Regions from separate parts of the Mus musculus genome. Here region 2 is linked to region 1. The links are chromatin contacts, called in public Hi-C maps. All regions are on one chromosome and are shown on one strand. Each heading gives the region's core, a stretch centred on a gene start, on an enhancer-like site or on the middle of the called end of the contact. The rest is flanking DNA. Distances are from core to core; before and after follow the strand shown. Region 1 has its middle 270 kb from the start of Etaa1. Region 2 has its middle 140 kb from the start of Gm12022.

Region 1 (3,435 bases), core at 457-2,956:
GCTTTGTCCCATTCTTGGCACATCTACAGGACCTCACAAGGACATTTCCATTGTGGCTTATGTTAGTTAGGTTCTTAATGCTATTATTGTAGTAGTGGGGCTTGCTTGCTCTGCACACTTAAAGTCTTGAAGAAAGTGGAATCCTAGTTTCACTGGCTGCATTATCTTAAATTGCTTTCGTTTCTGTGAGCATCTATTTCTTCACCTATAACCTCAGCATCTTACTTTGCTGCTCACTCATATCATTATCACTGGGAGGACCAGCAGATTCAACATTTGCTCTTAGCCAAAGGCAGAGAAGAGATGATCAGTGAACTAAAACAGCCGAGGAGCTATGTCACTCATACTAGAAGAGGCATAAATGTTACAAGTTATTATGATGATATTGCCAATGAGGCTAAATAGCCTTTAAATACCACTCTACATTAGGGCCAAGATTCCCCCAAAGGAGCAAGAACTGGTCATATTGAGTTGAACCTGATAATCTGCATTGAGAAATACAGCTGATAAATCACAGTCCGAAATTAGCCAGGTGCAGAGAAAAGAAGGGTTGGGTAGGAGGAAAGATGAAGCAACGCCTTTAATGCCAGTAAGAAATATGCCATGCACCAGTACTAGAGTAAATGGTAGAGCTGGAGAGAGGTAATTGGTGGTATCACCCGTGCATTGTGGCTAAAACAGAAGGATTGTGTGGTCAGGAAAGAATCCCTCTCCAGGGACCTCCAGGCCTCATAGAACAGACAATAAAAAGTCTTTCCCGAGACATGGTGCAGATTTGTCCTTTTGCCTCAGAAGGAAAAAAGAAAAAGAAAAAAGGATGATACTACTAGCTGTAAGCAATTAAAGGTCAATTCAGAGAAGAATTAGAAAAGTGCAGTTTCTGTTTTGGAATCTCTCTCTCTCTCTTCTTTTTTCTTTTTCTTTCTTACTTTCTTTCTTTCTTGTTGTCTTTCTTTTAACAAAAACATTATATAAGTACATCCTTCTTATCTGCCAGGTTGGTTATCAGAAAAACACTTGTTGTACATTTTAATTGGGGCCTTCTGAACACATGATGCTGTGACTCGAAGTGGCTATATCAATAATGGGAGTGATTCAGAGTTCCCAGGCAGCCAGAGGACTATTTCAGGCTCTTAATCCTCCTGCCAAATAGGGTATAGGCCAAAATAGTTCTTTTGCATTTATTTCAGGGTTTTAATCTCATATGCAACTGAACCCCATTAAATGCCGTTTCCCAGGCTCAGTCCTTGCTTTCCAGGCAGTTTAGCATACATGTGCCTGACTTACCACTTCCTGTCTGGGAAGGGTATTGACTGCCCGGAACCACAAATAGCACCTCCTTTCCAAGATTCTTGCTCCAACCCAAGAGCTGTCAATCTGTTTCTGGTCTCAGCCTCAGGGGCTGCCTAGCAGGATAGGCAGGGTAGTTGGGGCAAAACTCAGCAGCTTTTTGCTCTACTGCCAAGCACAAAAGTGGGCTTTCCATGGCTGCTCCTCAGTCTCATTTCTAATCACTCACCATGGAAGGTAATGGAAAAGTGCCTGAATTACAAAGATTCTCATTTATTACCCTGGCTGCTCCCCCACAAAGCATCTCTTCTCCCCTTTGGCAAGAAGAGATCACTATTGACGCTTTTAGAAGGCCCTGGGCCCCTCTCAATTATTGGTGTAATCTCTCCCTATTCTGGAAGCAGAGTTCTTTTCTAAGTAGATTTTTTAGAAAGTTAAAAGCTAGTCTTTGCTTTATTCATTGAAATGACTTCATGGGCTAATGTATTCTCCTGTCAGTATTTTTCATCAGTTCAGCAACATCTGCAGGATATGAAAAAAAGCAGAAAGCAGATGTTTGCAAAAGGTAGTTTCACCAAGCCTCCTTACCATAATTATTGCAGCACCACATCCCCATTTTATGGCACCTCTCTTATATTCATATGCTGTTAACTTGTCCTGTAGAAATTAAAACTGGTGTATTTCAGTTCCTTCTAAACAGATTTGCCACCTTAAAAAAAATAATTGACAGATATCTTCCATTAAATCCAAATTTCCTTTATCAAATCTTCGAGGGGAAAATAGATTAAGAAGATGTAGATATTTATCTCAACCTTCACTCATTTACACTCATTTAGTTAATTAGCACTTAATTACACTGTCAAAGGGGAAAATGTTACAATGGTCAGGACAGAGTGGTCCCCACCCCTAGGGCCCATGCTTCTTTTAAAAGGCAGACCTTTGCTTAGTGCCAGCTTGCTCCTATGTGAAACATTTGTAATGATTACTTGACAAGGGGTGCAGATCTGAGATTGTGCAAGAGAGAGCCATCACTCACTAAAGCCCAGCTGTAACTCCCAAACTGGAGCAACAGTGCCCCCCAAAGCAAGTTGCCAGAAGCAGCCAGAGAACAAACCCTGAGCTGCCCAAATGACTATTTTTTTTATAAGCCAAGGAACTATTTTAAGAACTGCTGGCCGAACCCGCAGGCTCTATCACAACCAGATGAGCATTCCAACCAAGCTGGGGAGCGGTGGCTGGAAACAGAGACTGTTTCCACCTATTTTAACCCAGACGCCACAAATTCTCTAAGGAGGAATGGAGGCGGGAGTGGAGATAGAGCAACAGAGACATAGTAGAAAAGTGGACAACTTTAGAAGTTTGTCAGACTTGAAGCAACAAAATATAATCAGCTTAACGAATAAATCGTATTAACTGAAATGCAATTGAAACTCTGCTTGTCATCGGGGTTTCTCCATCTTTTAACAAATGGCAATGGTTTTTGGTCTCACAGGTTCCTTGCCAAGTAGAAGACCTCATTAAAACTGTTGGAAAATAATAGAATTCTAATTAGCTTAATTATGATGTGAAAAATTAGCAACCTAATTCACAAAAACAATATGCAATTAACCTGTTTTTCATAAGTCAAACCATTTTCCAAAACAGGAAATGAAGGATAACACCCATAATTTCATCATGAGGGCAAAAATCCTAGACACCCTGATGCAGTGGTACAGCGAGTATGTAACGAAACCAAAAGTCTCCACTCCCTCATCCTCTGCAACTCCTTCTGTGTATTGCCTACAGAGCCTTTTGGCTCCAAGAATGGAAACTGCATTAAACTGAAGGCTCACTCAAATTTTCTCTTTCAAGTTCTAAGTCCTATTTTCCATTTTCCTTTGGGTCCTGGAATAGGGTCAACCTATAAATGATGAAATATTGCATTTTTAAAAGACAATCAACTTATGATGTCATGTCAACATATTGGAGTCCTTGAACTGCTATCAGAATATTACAGAGGGAAAATAATGTGAGGTTGGAATTAAGAAATGGAAGTCAGGAAGCCTGAAATCTAAAGTTTTTACATCAAACCATGTAATCAATAACCTAATGGTGAACTCTATGAAAAGACAATATATCAAGTTTCTGAGATGTAGAAATATGAGC
Region 2 (3,156 bases), core at 171-2,670, 670 kb before region 1:
CATTGATGCTCTTAGTACTATTTCAAACTGCTTAGTGCTATAGGAGAGTGAACTTGTCTGCTACAAAAACCAAGTTCAATTAATCATAATTGAGAAACACATTGTGATGACCACAGGATGTTCTAAAGAACAAGTCTTGGAACCTTGTGATGGGATTGCAAGTCTCTTTTCAAGTCGGTCACTGTTTTTTTGACCCTTCAAATGCATGAAAGCTAATAGAGTGCTATGTAGTATCAACATGCAAATCCAGAGGACGAAGCACACAAACACTACAGCCACTGAGAGGAAATACACATTTACAATTACACTAATTCTCAAAATATTGAAATCTCATATAGCCAGTAAAAAGAACTTAGTCTATCTTATGTTCTCTTAGTGCTAAATGTATACAAAGATATCTGTGCTTTGTTAAATTGTTGACCTCAAAATAGAATGCTTCGATTATGTTTTAAGAAGAGAATAAGGTGAGACACTCTGCTCTACAGCAGATCAATGTGGGCAATAACTATTTTTCTTCCTGGTTGAAAAATTGGACTGCCGATTGTGTTTGCGATCTGATGAAAACAGCTGAAGAAGCTGCGACGCTTAGTCAGATACCTTTAAGGAGGAGACATAGTTTGATTGTGGGTAAGGTCAGGACATTTATTTAGAATGAGTCCATCTTACTTACAATGTTTAAAGAAAAGATTTTGACGTGGGATCTCAAGTTGGATGCCCCCATTTTGTGTGGCATCTTATCAAATTTATTCCCTCAGTTTCATGAGAGAGTCTAACTAGGTTTGTCCCTGACTTCTCAAGGAGTTGGTATAAAATTTTCATGGTCTGTCTAAATATTCCCTTAATTAAGCATCCAAGGAATTTTTAATACAAATGTAATAGATTTGTTTTCTCACAAGCTACTATTTAAACAGCCATTTGTGATAAATATTTATAAGTGTTTATAAATAAAATATTAATTGCCTAAAATGGCATTTTAATGTGGCACTCGCTACCAGTGAAATGCCGCAAGTGTGACGCTACCTCATGAAAAGTTCTGGAACATCTGGCCCTACACCAGCACCACCGTGGAGGCTTCTGGGACAAGAATAGCTGTGGCATCTTCTCAGAGCTTCTTTTGGACAGAGGTACCTCTGTTCCAGATGTTAGGATTCTTAGAAGTGCCACACCTCCAAGAACATAGCCATCCACTTCCTTTTCCTAGATTGAACAGAGGACACCCAGGTTCTTCCTTGTACTTTCAGGGGAGAGGACTCCACCTTTCTGTCGTTGTTGCTTTCTCTCTGGCCTCGGGATGTGAGACTTTTCAGAAAGGGAAGCACAGAGACTTGACTGTGATCCAAGCTCTCATTGCTGGTTCAACTTGTTCTATGCCAAGGCCAAATTAGATTACAGAACACTAGATAAGGAGACAGGAAGAAAGCACTCTAAACAGACTCTCTTAAGCTTTGTTCTGGATAAAAAAGAAAGAATGAGTCACCGCCAGTCTGTTAGCTCTTCTGGGATTGAATATCTGTCTACCTGCCCAAAAGCAAACCAAGCCTCCATGGGCCTCAACATCTCCATCTGTGAGCCATGAAAATAAATGTGTGTCATTTACATATTTTAGGGACACTAATGAGAGCAACAGTTTGTTTTTATTTATTCATTAATTGAGGCAATTTATAAACTTACACCATCTGCTACAAAAATTCAATTAAATAATTGTTATATCCCAGTGTTACAAGTAGTATAACAGTTTATAGAAACATGAATCTGGTAGAGGTAGCCAGGTGTGTGGGGAGTGAGGAAGGGTGCTTTTCTTGAAAGGGTGTGCCACACTTTCATGCTGCACACATATTTAAGCAAATTTGAATGTCATGGCTCTTCCATGCTGTTTAAGGGGAGATGCGTTTAGTGAGCAGTAGCAGATTTTGACTATTGACTTTGTCTTACTTTGTGCAATCAGTAGTGCATCAGATTTTGTAACATTTCTCAACTTTAGTTTCCACATTTATAAAACAGAGCTGATTTGCTGCCGATGCTGAGAAGAAGGTTGGCAGTTTTCCATCTACTTATATCTTTGCGACTTAAGATTTCTGTGTTTATGGAATTTAACTTAATTTCTCAAAATGCCATAGAAAGGACAGATTGAATGCAGGCAGATGGTGGAAATGACAGCTTGACCTTGAAGACGAGGCTCAGAAGAAGCAAGGCTCAAAGGTGCTGTCATGTCACCAGCACTTGGGACAGAGATCTAAGGACATGCTTTTCTTGAACTTCCAAATAACATTGTTTTGACAACATATTTCCAGTGTGTTTTATAAGCAAATCCTTTTCCAAAATGATTTCAGCTCAGAAATTTGCTCCTTTGACATTTCTAAATGGCTATTTTATCCTTGAACCATCTCTGCATCTCTGAAAAAGACCTCTGAAAAAACAAACAAAAACAAAACAAAACAAAAAATAAAGCCTAAAACCTCTCTTTATTGTACATGAAAGGTTTCTCTCTTCCACTCTAAGCAAGGATGCACTCGTTGTCAGGGCTGCAGGTCAGTTGGCAGTCTGCGTCATTGAGAAGGACGCTGTGGAAAGGTGGGAACGCTCTGTGTTGATTTAAAGTCCGTGGAGATGTGGGTGAGAACGCTGGCATTTGAGTATGTGAAAATGTTTCTGGCTGATGCTAAACCTTATTATTTACAATTCATTACTTATGAGTCAAGTCCCAGTATTCATTGTGCACTTTGCAATTGCATTGTATAAGTTTCATAAAAGAAGGCAATAAACATACAGCTACCTGTTGCACAGTCCCCAGAAGCCAATCCTCTGTGTAGTGCTCTATGAAATTCTATTTTGATTAGGTTGTTACATCTGGGACAGAACTGCAAATAGTGTTTGGCAATGGAAAAATGTGGGCCTGTATAATTCTAAGATTAAAGTCTGTCCAATAATACAAGCATGCCACCTGGGACGAGTCCTATATTTATAGCAGAAAGGCCACAGAGTAAGTATTCATCACTCAGGTTCAAGAGAGGTATTGCCAATTACTTTGGGGCCTTTTGTGATAACACTAGATGGACTATGAGGAAAAAAAACATATTTGATCTATTTCCTGCTCAAGTGGATAGAGAATGAGTAAATACGATAAAAGTAACCCCATCTGGATGGATGGGGGTGATG

Evidence for each region. Hi-C and Micro-C count contacts between places; a contact is called where the count stands out from the background.
Region 2: a Hi-C map of the N1E-115 cell line shows a contact between it and region 1, with 8 times the contacts expected there. The contact joins two enhancer-like sites.

The regions. Positions count from the first base shown.
Region 1 is chr11:17,684,847-17,688,281 of GRCm38.p6, reverse strand. No RefSeq gene overlaps it. Among named protein-coding and RNA genes, the nearest start is that of Etaa1, 270 kb to the left of the region's middle. Within about 2 kb of position 1,706, at least 57 of the 459 cell types and tissues checked have an H3K27ac peak or open chromatin away from gene starts, as enhancers often do. A contact at or near this core is called in the N1E-115 cell line, where this site is marked.
Region 2 is chr11:18,353,270-18,356,425 of GRCm38.p6, reverse strand. No RefSeq gene overlaps it. Among named protein-coding and RNA genes, the nearest start is that of Gm12022, 140 kb to the left of the region's middle. Within about 2 kb of position 1,420, at least 2 of the 459 cell types and tissues checked have an H3K27ac peak or open chromatin away from gene starts, as enhancers often do. A contact at or near this core is called in the N1E-115 cell line, where this site is marked.